Linked DNA regions of Anas platyrhynchos: region 1 is linked to region 2. A link is a contact called in public Hi-C data. All regions are on one chromosome and are shown on one strand. The core of a region is the stretch at or near the end of the contact, and the rest is flanking DNA. Distances in the headings are between cores, read along the strand shown.

The links. A called contact is a pair of places that touch in the nucleus more often than the background predicts.
Region 1: a Hi-C map of subcutaneous adipose tissue shows a contact between it and region 2, with 2.6 times the contacts expected there. The contact joins two enhancer-like sites. A contact is called at or near these places in 3 of 8 Hi-C or Micro-C datasets (liver, skeletal muscle and subcutaneous adipose tissue).

What each region holds. Positions count from the first base shown.
Region 1 is chr1:63,984,373-63,990,709 of IASCAAS_PekinDuck_T2T, forward strand. WNK1 (WNK lysine deficient protein kinase 1) reads left to right here. Exons shown (of 32, transcript XM_072039579.1): 30 at 1,693-1,734; 31 at 4,887-5,074; 32 at 5,375-6,337. The coding sequence ends at 5,689. Among named protein-coding and RNA genes, the nearest start is that of ERC1, 23 kb to the right of the region's middle. Within about 2 kb of position 1,624, at least 3 of the 8 cell types and tissues checked have an H3K27ac peak or open chromatin away from gene starts, as enhancers often do.
Region 2 is chr1:63,817,888-63,824,256 of IASCAAS_PekinDuck_T2T, forward strand. All of the region lies in intron 2 of NINJ2 (ninjurin 2), which reads right to left. LOC106014534 (a long non-coding RNA gene) reads left to right here. Exons shown (of 3, transcript XR_003498924.3): 3 at 479-664. Among named protein-coding and RNA genes, the nearest start is that of NINJ2, 37 kb to the right of the region's middle. Within about 2 kb of position 2,779, at least 1 of the 8 cell types and tissues checked has an H3K27ac peak or open chromatin away from gene starts, as enhancers often do.

The sequences.
Region 1 (6,337 bases), core at 374-2,873, 170 kb after region 2:
GCTAAAGATTGAAGTGCTGAGGGTTTTAAAAATATTCATAGGATATTTCCAGGCACACTTGGATGAGCCCCAGATTTAGAAGTTCTTACTGTGAATTGGAGACAGACTAAATATGACACAAATAGCAGTAAAGGTGGGGAAATAGCCAACGTCAGACATCCTGTCAACACTCACAAGTTATCTTGCAGCTTTTTCAAAATCCTTTTGCTTGTGCTTACGTTAGGCCAGATTAAAACGAGAGCCTCAAACTTCTGATGTGATTTTCTGAAGTAAGGCCATGCTTGAGCTGAGGCTGCTGATGTGATGCTTTTGATGGGGAGTGCTGTGACATCTCCCTTGCTGCTTCTGCAGACCCGACTTTTCGAATGCTCTGACATTTATTTCCCACCCTCTGGAATGACTTGGTGTGAGAAAGCTTTAAGTGCTGAACAGAGACCTTCAGTTGCTGCACTGCACGACGGTACCATGCACCTGTAGCATCTGTCTCGATGCAGTTGGCAGCCAGAGAACCGTGTGCAGGAATTCGACCTGGCCTTCTGCAGAGACAGCTGCAATACAACCAACTCAGTCCTTTGAGACAGGAGTGAGTCAGAGGGAGGGGAGATTTTTTCCTGGCTGCTGAGTTTTGCAATTACACCTCTAGCCCACTGCATTGGATTTTAGGTACATTACTGTGCAGGTGTGCAGTAACTAACATCTGTAATCCAAAGACTTATGGCTCCTTTCTTAGAAGGAGTGGAATGCTTACCAAAGCCAGCTGTTTAAAATTCTCTGGTTTGGCCTGTCCTTTTTGGGGTAGGGAGTATAAAGTATAAAGAGTATAAAGAATGACCATTCTACTTCTGGACTTGATAGTGAACTGACTATATTAGTGTCATATGCCTACGAGGCCTTGGCTTGCTGCAAATTGCACATCATCTGGCTAGAAGAGTACTTCGGCATGTATATCCCTTGCCTGTGGGACTGGTGCTAAGGGAAATGGGTTCCTTTTGAAAAGCATTTTGTAGCTGTCCTGTAAAAGCAGGTAATACTTGTAAAGGTATGGCACAGCTTGGCCTGGCTCCCGGCTTCTTACAAGTTGCTTGCTTCCCGGAGTCTTGTCCTTGAAATGCTATTGCAGACTGTCTTGGAGAGTGACAACTGGAAAAGATGCTGGGTTAAAATCAGCAGTGTTGAGGAAACAGTGCGGTAATTGATGCTTTTCACTGTGCAGCTGGAGAAACAGAGCGGTACAGCTTGGCAGGGAAAGTCTGAACTGCTCCATGGAGCTGGGAAGACTTGGGGAAATAGGGTGACAAACTATGAAAGCACTTGGCCTATCAAATTCTGCTCGTTTTGTGACACGGTTGAACTTGAGAGCTGTGAAACGCTTTCTATGTCCTGAAAAAAATAGAAGATGAACTTGTTTTTCCTTTTGTGATAACAATGCTGCTTCCTGCCATTCTTCACTATTTTGGGAATTCTGAAGGATAAAGGCAGGAGGCTGAACCATTTCTTTCTCCGAAAGTACAACTGATAAAACTGTCAGACCAGCCTTTGGATTTGTTCCTAGAATGTCCCAGTGGTAACATAAAGAGCCACGCTGTGCTGCGTCCTCTGTTTCTCCCCAAGCTTTTTGTACTGTTTGCTGATACTAAACACTTCTCACTGTTTCTCTTATCTTTAACAAATGACTCTCTCTTTGTGCTTCAGGGAAGATGGTGAAAAAAGTCTGTCCTTGCAACCAGCTCTGTAGTAATTATCTTATTTCTGTTATCTCCAATTCCTGATTGTGAAGCTGTTCATTGGCTTTTTCTGGTCACCGAAGCCTTACCTCCCTGACTCTGTCTCCAGCACAGCATCTGTCTGTCTCTGTTGTGCCCTCTAATGTCTACTCTGTTGTTAGCATATTTATACAGCGTGGCTGTTACTGCTGCAGGAAGGTGGAGGCGGGCAGAGCCTCACCTTCACTGCGGAGCTCTTTGCTCACTGCTAATGACAGCGAATCGAGCATCAGGGGCAGCAGCTCACTGTGATGTGCTAAAACCGTACCTTTGAGCAGCTGGCCTGCTTGCCTCTCTGCTGGGTTCTGCCACCTCGGTGACAGCTCCAATTGCAGAGACTCCTGCAGCATTTTAAGAGTGAGAGCGAGCCATCAGACCCAGATCTCCGGTCTGTGTCTGAAAGTAAGAGATGTTGAGAAAAGCCTGGATGTGGTTGTGCTATTTCAGATTTTGAAGGTGCCTTTTTCACTGCTGGCTTATGGGGAGATTAAAAAAAAATAAAAAGAGCGGAATAAAGGCATTGTAGGTAGCAGGCCGGAGAGGGAGAAGCCTTTTCACTTCTGATCACTCAACCTCAGAGCAGAACTGGGGACGGCTGCTGTGACCGAGCAGGAATGCGGGGGGCTCTTCCCATTGAACACTACAACTTGAAACACTTCCTTTTCAGACTCTTCTGGATGGCAGCTTCAGTAGGTGGTGAATACATCAGAGCTAAAATGTGTAATTCCCAAGAGGGAAGTTTTAAAATTGATGCTGTGGGAGCTGCAGTAATTTTATAGCTTGCCCCTAATGGTACGGGCTGGTCTGCTTCACATTGCGACCTGGGGCTGCAGCTCCAAAACAAAATCATTCTGTAGACAAGGCTCTCGTTGCCTCTCACCTTTCCCACCTGCCTTAAACCCTGAACCAAACCCTAAACCAATCCATTCCAAAGCCCCTGAGGTTCTCTAAAAAATTTCTCACATTTTCAGATGAATGCACTGTGTTATATTCCTTGAATAATTCTATTCTTCCTGTGGCCTGAAGAAGCTCCTCAGCTTAGGGCCTAGGCTGTAAGCTGGATGCTTACTGATCACAGCAGAAATGTGAGATACCAAACCCAGATATTGGCCATCACGAAGAGTGTGAGAGTGAGTGTGTCAAGCTCTGCATGAACCCTCGTGGTGGAATGTGGTTGTTACTGGTTTTGATGCCTCCTCTTGAGTACCTCTGTCGGTTTTGCTTGTTTTGTCTATAATTTCACCTTTTGTGTCATAGTTCTGATGAAATAATTGTATTCTGAGCACTCTCCGTGCACTGCATGCTTCAGGGTCTTGTTATTTTGTTGTAGATTTTTCTTTACTGCCTTACAGTGAATTTCTGTTACTCGTTCATCTGAGCTGCAGCTGCACGCCCTGGTCAGGAAACCTAACACTTTCCTTCCCGCGGGTACTGGTGCATGTGTCTGCCTGCCTGTGCCCGGGAGTGCCCATGCTCGAGTTGGAACTGGTGGGAGGGATGCGGATCCTTCCCTCTTCAGCACCACTAGAGGCAGTAACACTTTGCTTAATTGTCCTGCGTAGTAAGTACCTCACCTTCCTGATCCACTCCTCAACGTGAAGCATTCCTGCAGGGGTTTGGAGCCAGTTCTCGCTTTGGTACCGTGGTTGCGAGCAATGGGGCTGGTGGCCAGGTGGAGGTGGGTTAGCTGTCAGGCGGGAGACAGGGACTCTTATTTGGCCCTTACAACACAGAGGTGATTTGCATTGCTGGGGATTTCGTGCTCCGATTTTAATCAGTTTTCTTCAGAAATCCTGCCATACACTCAAGTTTTTTTAGACTTGCCAGTTGCAGTCTTCAGAGCAAGTCAGTAGAAAGGTTTGAGGAGCTTTGAGAACCAAGACCAAGCAGGTGAGGGGGTGTGCACCGCGATGGCAGGATGCTTATTTTTGATGCTTTAATTGGTTTTGTACTAAATAGGTTTGAGAAATCTAGATTACTTCTGCCTTTACTGTGTCCTTCAGAAAAAAACACAAAAACAAAAACAAAAACCACAACTATAGGCCTAGTGGTTAACCATCATTTCCACATCTGTAAGTGAAGACACTGTGCAGTACCACTAGGAATTCAGAAAGCTTCCTTGATGGTATACGGCTTTGATTACCATTTTGGTAGCTGTCTTTGGAAAGCTCAAACTTGAGTGAAGTTGCTTTTTTACAAGAGAGGGGTAGGGCAGGGAGGCTATCCAAAACAACGCTTTGTGATGTTTTCTACAGGCTGCTGTTCAGCAAGCTTTGTAGCAGAACCAAGCCCTGGTATTTCTGTGAAGGTTTCTCTTTGTCTTCTTGCGGTCAGCCCAGTGAACAGAAAAACTTTTCACAGCAGGGCCAAGGAACAATTCTCATTTCTGCCTTCTTTAAGCTGTATTAGTCATTTGCATCTGAAATGCTTGTTCTTCTGACATAGGAAATGTGGACATAATGGCAAAGAAATGCCTTCAGAGGCAAAAAGCAATATTTAATGCAGCGCAGGCTTCCCATGCCGATCCTGGCTCTTTGGTGAATGCAGACAGTCCCATCTGGTTATTCTCAAGAACAGAAGTATGGCAGCTATTGGGAACAACAGTTGCTGTTTCTCACTGTGGCTTTTTTGTGTAATCTGGGTGAATTTTTCCTCTTCATTTTACGTAGTGGAGATAATTTTCTACAGAGCAGCTGGCTATGCTGATTGTACTGCTCCTTGTTCAGCATCCAGCATTGTGTCCTCCAAGGTGGCGTTGACTTGTGCTGATAGTGGTTGCTGCTGATTAAAGGGCATAGGATGAGAGAATGATGTGATTTCTGTCATTTGGTGCCAAAATCTAATCTTCTTTTTCTTCTGCAAAGACCTAGAGGCTGCTACCATTCCCCTCTTAAGATGACTACTTGCAGCTCTTCTTGAAAAGCAACCATACCCATGAAACAGATGTGCCTGTAGGAGTCCTTGTAGTTCCTACTTCAGCGTGCCTTGGAATTGAAATGTAGACTTGATCTGCATGGCATTTTAACTGGCTCTCTATTGTTGTACCACTGCCACAATTATTACATTTACTAGAGGAAGGTGATCTTTAACCTGAGTTTTGACTCCTGTTTCTTGTACTTCTAGGGACCAGTAGCACTAACACAGTCGGGGCGACAGTCAACAGCCAAGCACCCCAGTCTCAGCCCACTGCTATTGCCTCTAGCCGAAAAGGGACTTTCACAGATGACCTGCACAAGCTGGTAGATAACTGGGCCCGAGATGCCATGAACCTGTCTGGCAAGAAAGTTGGCAAAGGGCATAGCAACTATGAGGTAAGATTTAACCCAAGATGTAACGTTTATAAGAAGAAACTGTCAACTGTCACTGCTGTCTCATTAGTGTGTCAAACAGAGTATGGTTGCCACGTAGCATGGACAACTGTGCCTCAAAAATGTTGGGTATATCTTTTCTGTGCAGCATTTTATTACATGCTGTGAAAGGGAAGGGGGTTAACTGAAGAGTAAAGCCATAGTGTGTCCTTGCAAACATCCATCTGGAAGGGCCCGTGGGCTGAAGGGATAGCCTGTGGATTTTAAGCAGCTGTGTAACTCAAGGGTTGGATTTTCTTTCAGGGCCCTGGAATGGCAAGAAAATTCTCGGCTCCAGGTCAGCTCTGTATCTCTATGACATCTTCCCTGGGTGCTACGCCCATCTCTGCAGCATCAGCTACCTCTTTAGGTCCCTTCACGAAGGCCATGTGCCCTCCGCAGCAGTATGGTTATCCGGCCGCGTCCTTCACCGCTCCGTGGAGCGGGACGGGTGGTCCAGCACAGCAGCCACTTGGCCAGTTCCAGCCCGTAGGTGCCGCATCTTTGCAAAGCTTCAACATCAGCAGTTTGCAGAAATCGATCAGCAACCCTCCAGGCTCCAACCTGCGGACCACTTAGCCGCGCTCGGACACCGTGCTGGCCAGACCTCGGGACAGGACATGGGGAGGGAGACGGGGCCCTGTATCAGCTCCTAGTGCTGCAATGAACTGGTGGCTTGCCAGACTGGGAATGATTTTCTCTTTTCCAACCATTGCTGTTAACTATGTAAAGGGGGTTTCCCCACACGCTTGCAAGGGGGAGGAGGATGATCAGCATCCTTACGATGGGACAGTTCATTTGACTCGAGGGGTCCCGCTCTTGTGTGGAGCGAGAGCTGTGAAGATCAGTTCTGGGTCAGTTAACGCAGTCTTGCTGTAAAATTTCTCTCTGGTTTGAGGCTGAATCCACGCGTGTTGAGATTGGGAGAGTTGAATCCTAGCATGAGGCTTTAGCACACTTCTCCTCTCTCCCTGAAGAACCAAGACCAGGAGAAAAGCTGTCCAAATCCCCCTCCTCTCCCTCTCCCCAGTCAATTGTATTTGGCTCCAGAATGGTGGGGCACATGAATGGACTTGCAGTGCAGCCCGTGCTTGATAGGTCATTACTGCTTTAAGTAAGATATTAACAGCTTTGACTGCAGCATTAGAGCAATTTAAATTGTTTAAAAATTTTAAAAGTTCCCTGCGGACATGTACTTACCATCAGTTTTGATGTGGAAACACTGTG
Region 2 (6,369 bases), core at 1,529-4,028:
AGCTTGTGTTTCCCGCAGCAGGATTGCCCAGGGAGCTGCAGGGGGTTATGTGGGATCGCTGGGGAGATTGTGATTCCCTTTTGGCAAGCAGAGACCTAAGGCAAGCCACAGGACGTACCTGAAGGCTTATTAATGTGACTTAGGTCATCAGGGCAGAGCTGGTGTCTTTCTAGTCGCGTTGAAAGTGTGCCCTCCTGAGAGCGGGGATCACTGCAGTATCTTCTGGATGTCTTGGCTTTCTGTATGAGACAGCCGTATTCCCCTACAGAGCCTGGGCAAGCCTCAGTCTGACCTCAGGCAAATCATTTTTGCTTTCTCTTGTGTAAATGTGGCACAGTCACGCAGATCACTGAAGGGGCTGAGTGAGGCACCCAGCGATGTTTTATAACCGGCTCTATTTTTACTCCAAGCACTCCCCTACAGACACGTGCGCTAATACTTAGCTTCCAACTTCTACTTTTATTTTTATCTTTTTTAGGAATTGGTTTACAAAGGAGGAGCAGAATATCACCACAAGTGTGTGGGGCCTACCACTTTTGACACGGGGAGCTGTCAGGCCGCAGGGCCTGTGAAGCCTGGCTCTGGCACCAGAGGGCATGCTGGCCTACACAGCTGCCTGGCGCTGCTTTGCTAACTAAATCTACCTGAAAATTTTCCACTGAAATTAGTTTTCAAGGAAATTCTTTGCTTTTTATTATTTATTTTCCTTCAAGAAATAGCTACCTTATTATGAAAGCCTTTGGAGAAGGTTCACCTACACTTTTTTTTTTTTCCAAAGCTTGCAGGTCTGCTGCAGGGGGTGAGGGGCTGAAACATTTTTTAAGTTGCTTGGAAAAGTTCTGCAAAAACCTGTGGTTCCTCTTGTATTTTTCGAGGGGAAGGAGGAGGGGAACACAGAGCAGATCTAATTGCAAAACCTGTGGGTTTTGTGACCCTCTCCTTGGGGGAGGAGAGGCTGAAAGAGACAGTGGGACGGGGTGAAGTTGAGAAGTATGTGGATGATAATCCTCTTCGTGGGAGCGCTCTGGCAGAGGGGCTGTCTGAGGAGCAGCTATATTACCAGCCGTCCTTTCCAAGGGAAATGCTGGAGGGTGCCAAAGCAAACAGAGGCGTGAAGGCAGGCCCTGCACGCAGAGGGGTAGGTGCGGAGGCTCGCACTGCGGGGATGGCAGCTGATAAACAGCCGCACACAGGCGAGCACACACAGGCACGCACCGGGCATCAGGCACCAGGGAAAACCCGGGGTGTTTTTCCACAGTATTTGCCAGTTGGCAGCCGCAGAAGTACTTTGTAAACATCAGCTGCTGAAGGTTAAAGCACACAGAAACTCATCATTTTGCGAGGCAGGAGAGGAGCACTGTTTCCCTTCTGCACGCAGGAGGCAGAGATGGAAAGCCCTGCTCTAAAGCCCTGCTCTAAGTCAATGCTTCTGTGTGCACGGTTATTAGCTGCTCTGCTTTTCCAGCTCAGTTCCTGCAGCTCCAAATCACTTCACTTGGGATGAAGGGAGCCAATTTCAATATTTTTGGCATATATGCCACGTCTGGGCACTTGGCAGTGTTGGTGGCAGCACGGGGAGCAGCAGAGATGGCCAGACTCCTGCCCCCCAGCAGGTTGTACCTTTGTATGTCTGTCTGCAGAGGAGGGACATGCAGAGAGCACTCTGGTCAATACCAACTGTCTTGCAGACCCTGTGAGATGAGGACTGGTTATCTCCTATTTAGCCTGGCAGCAAGCACCCTGGCTGTGTTCCACAAGCAGAAGTTAGAGCAAACCCTGCCACGGCTGCTGCAGGCAAAATGAGAGCTGAGCGCTCAGGGCCAGTCCCCCTCCTCGGCCTCTACAGGGTCTGTCAGCTCGTCCAGTTGTGCTTAGGTTTTTTTTGTTTTTAATATAGCCATCTGTTCTGCTCGCTGGGGGTCCTGTCCAGAGCCAAATGGTTGTGTTGCCTTAAATTCGCATTGGATGAACCCCAGAAAATAAGTCAGGGATGCTTTCCTTGTATCTCAGGCTCTGCCCCTATGCAGGAGTGGTTCTGATCAAGACCTTTCTGATCTTTCTCTGAGGTGCCCCCACATTTCTGTGACAGGGCACTGCTCAGTGTAAAACTGACCCCAGTGGTTTAGATGAGCTTTCTTCAACCAAAAAGCAGCCTCCAGTGCAGAGGGATAGTGCCTCTTCAGAAGTGGAAACCCAGGCAAATGGCCAGCACAGATCCTGCTTGCTTGCTAAGCACCGTTCATGTTCTCCAGTCTCACTGAACTCTCCACTCGCTTTATCCACCTTCTGTATCTCATCTCACACCCACGTGCAAACCCGGTGAGCTTTCTTGGGCAGAGATGTCACCGCAGTGCAGCACCTACAGTGCTGGGACCTCACCCTTGAGCCAGCGGGTCTCTAGGTGGGACACTAATACGGGTAAAGGGACGAGCATGATGTGCTGTGAGACTGTCAGCAGAACCTCCTGGATTTACCCAGCTGAAAGGCTGGCCTCGTGTTCTCGCTGTGGCTCAGAAATGAGGCCATGCAGGAGGCTAACAGCAAAACCTACATAGAGCTAAAGGACTGGAAGTGAGTGGTGAGGTCCCCTGGCCGTGGCTGGCAGCAGAGGCGAGGAGCGGGGCGAGTCAGGAGGCCGCAGAGCCCCATGAGATGAGTGCCTCTCCTTGCTCTTGCCCTGCGGCTGACACGGCAGCAGGCTTTGCTTCCCGGCTGGCTGCGGCACTCGCAGCCTGCAGAGACCTGCTTGTCGCATCAGGCATGCGTGCACTGCGCTCCCCTTCTCCCTCTCCCCAGCTCTGCTCATCCTGCAGGACCTGCTCTGCCCCCATCTGCCTCCTCCTCGCCTCCTCCTTCTGTCTTCTCCTTCTCCATGGTTTTCTCACCGTGTGCCTCTCTCCTTGCCTTTCTCTCACACATTTTTCAGCTCCTTTTTCCTTCACTCAGGTTGCTTCTCCCTTTTCTCCCTGCCCTGCCCTCCCCTTGGCACACTGCGCTGCTCTACGGCAAGTTCCTTGAATCTGTTCGCTCTCGGATGCTGCGCACGGCTTCCCATGCTACAGGGCAGCATAAATTATGTATTGCACAAATAACTGTCTTACCAAATCTATATTAAACCCCCTCGTTAAGTGTATTTATGATACTGAATTGAAGGGATCCAGGAAATGACTGGCAGGCTGCAGAGCTGAGCTGGAATAGAAGGCAGTGTTTCTTTTCCAGGTAAGCTGGACTGAGGAAGAGGCAGGAAGGGCAACGACACTGTGGATGAAGGCTCCTTCACCAGCTCAGGAGCAAGTAGTGGGCTTGGGAGCACACGTATTTCTTGGCACCAACAGCTGGGATGTGCTGATGTGTGATCCCTGGCTGCTGAACGGGAGCAACTGGGTGTGGGCGTGCGGCAGAGGGGGGACACCTCTTTGAATGCACAGAGCTGGGAGTGCACTTGAAAGGATTAGCAGGAGCAATTATTTCCAAAGCCAGGATATAGATGCTGGAGCCTGTTCAAGTCACTTGTGTTTAGCACCCAGAGCAGAGTTATCCTGGTGACTTGGGGGGTGGGGAGAAGAAAGTAAGTGGAGGCTAAAAGCAGCTTTATGGGGGGAGAAAAAATTAAAAGTAGGTTAGCAGAGAAAATGAGTTTATAAAAAATGGAAGAGCAGCCGGGAGGCACAACAGTAACCAGTGCATTGTGCTTACAAAGCTAAACATGTTAAGATGAATCCCCAAGCTGGATGGCTTATGGCACAAAATATTAAGACAAGCTGGTTCTGATCTCAGGCTGCAGCCAGATCCAAAGAGCAGATAAGTTTATATTGATCATCTTAATTCAAAACACTCCTAGGCAAGGTCCTAAATCAGAACATCTTTCAACTCCAAGGGTGTCTGCATTCGCTGCTGAGGGTCAGGTTGATTTCTGTAACTGTGGGAGGATGGTGAGAGCTGTGCAGGGTCGGACCAAAGTGCTAGCTCCCCTCTGACTGTGGCTGGTAACAGATGCCTCAGGTAAAACTCTTAGGATGGGGTAGGCACATAGCAAGGATCCTTTGTGGTCTGGTGACCTGCAACTCAATACAGAGCTACCCAAGCCCTGGGCTGATGTTGGCTTCCATGTGAGGAAGCCCAAGGTTAACTTGTGTGTTGTCCTTTGCTGTGTGGCTTAGGTCATTTCACATGCTCTCCCTGGATCTTCATTTTCCTGTCTATAAAATAATGAGATGGCTCACACAGGGCATGTCTGGAGAGAGACATGGCTACAGATTACTGTAGAAGCATGATATGTGCCTTTGGGTATGTAATACACATGGGCTGGATTCATCAGGTAAGCCAGTGAAGCTTTTTAAACTGGGTGACTCTTATTCTCAGAGAGCTTTACTTAGTGTTTTTGCAGACAAACCTCCCTTTAAGCCACTCTGGGGTTCAGGTTCATCTGCAGGTTTTGACAGGTACATGCCCCCGGTCACCCTCAGAGAGCTCAGGGCTCCCCAGGGAAAGGGAGCTGTGACAGTCTGGCTGGAAGGAGGGGAGAATCCGACTGAGGGTTTCAGGAGAGGCAGAGCTGATGAAATCATCCATAAAGAGTGCAACTCAGGGGTTTTGGTCCCTCCATTATTTATAAGTTTATCTGCAGTGCATTTTTCTAGCTTCACGTGCTAACACTCACAACAGCCTTGTCCTGTGGGTCTGTGTCTGCCTGCTACTGCACCAGCAGCTCCAAACATACCCTGCTGATTTAGTCTCACCTGGGTGTGTGCTGTTCTTTCTTCACATTCTGCCAGGCTTAGTTTCCTTCTCTGCCAGGAAATTGAACCAATCTCTCGATCTAAAAGGGTTAAATCTATGGATTTTTGTTCAGAACAGGCATGCTCAGTTGTGTGCCAGCTGAGGCCTCGTGCCATCATGAGGAAGGGGAAAAATAAAGGTGCTGCTGCCAATCTAAGCATTCATAAGCCCTTAATCCTAATTGCTTGTATGTGTTTTGTTTTGTTTTCCTTCAGGGCTGGCCAAACTAGGTAGTGAATGTGGAAACTCGTGAGCCAGTAGTTGGGTTACAGGGAAAGATGCTTGTAGTCAGCAATGGGCAGTGAAGTATGCAGAGCAGCATCTCAAGTCTGTGCTAGGCTGCTTGGGAATGTCACATGTAGAAACAACATCATCTGTCTCCGGGAAGACTTTTAAACACATTAGGGGTGTTCTACCAAGTGGCTGTTGCTTTTTAACGTAAGACAATGCCAAGTGATGCATGGCTGTGGCTGTTCGGCTTCAATTAGTGTTAACACCCTTCCATTAAACCCTGGCAGGCAGGGCTGCCCCTTGCTTGGGAGCCTGCTGTGCCAGGAAAGGCTGCTGCTGCCTTGCCAGGGCTGGGGTGACCTGGGGCAGGCACAGGGTGCTGTGCTCGAAAGGTGCTCTGAGGGGTGAGAGGGAGCACCTCTGTGTGCTGTGGAGTACATCCATGGCTTGTATCTCCAAGCCTGGCTGAGGAACTGCAGTGCTTGTTTGCTTTGTGCCTGGTGTTGCTTTGTGTGGGGCCAGTGCGTTAGCATTTCTGCTTGTGGCTTGGTTGCTGTCCAGCTGAGGCTATTGCTCTCCTTGGATTGATTGTGGCAAGTCACTTAGCTGCATTCTAGAGGGTTTCAATGCTGCTGTTGCTAAAATGGAGAGAAATGGGATCGTGTGAGTCAAGTCAGTTCCAGGAGCTCGTGAGGCCTCAGCCTGGCCCTGAGCTGTTGTACGATATCTGTCTTGGATTCTCAGTAAAAATAAGTTTCACATCTCACATTAAGAGCTTTTTGGTACAAGAAAATCCTTCCTCTTCTGCATATGTACAGTAACTAACACCATGGGGCTCTGGTCTCCCTGTGGGCATTCCACGAGTCTGACTGCTCTCAGTCAGAGCCTGTTATCCTAATTCTATCAGATTTTAAGTGTTCTGAAGTTAAACTTCATGATGGATTTGACAGTTAGCTTGTGCAGACTGTACATGTGTGATTATTATCCATAGATGTTAGGTAAAGTTATGTGAATCTGAACCGCCAGGAAAATCCAGATGGGCTCAATGTGAGTTTTATGCTAGAACCTGTACTCCGGCCATGTGTGAGGGAAACCTGAAGCAGACAGATCCCTGAAGTGGAATGGCCTTGCATCAAAAGCCTCAAGTCTGTAAAGCTGGAATTATGAGAGCAGTCTATTAAGCTAAAAACAGGTAATTCTTTAATTAGGGGAATTGCTGGGTGAGACACATTAATGTTTAAAGCAAAGTGGCTTTGCAGGGTGAGTCCATTCCTTCAGTCTTGGTTCCTCTCCCAGCAATTTCCACAGACTTCCTGGTGTACATAAACCTGACAGTCTTCACGAAATCACTGGGAGAGC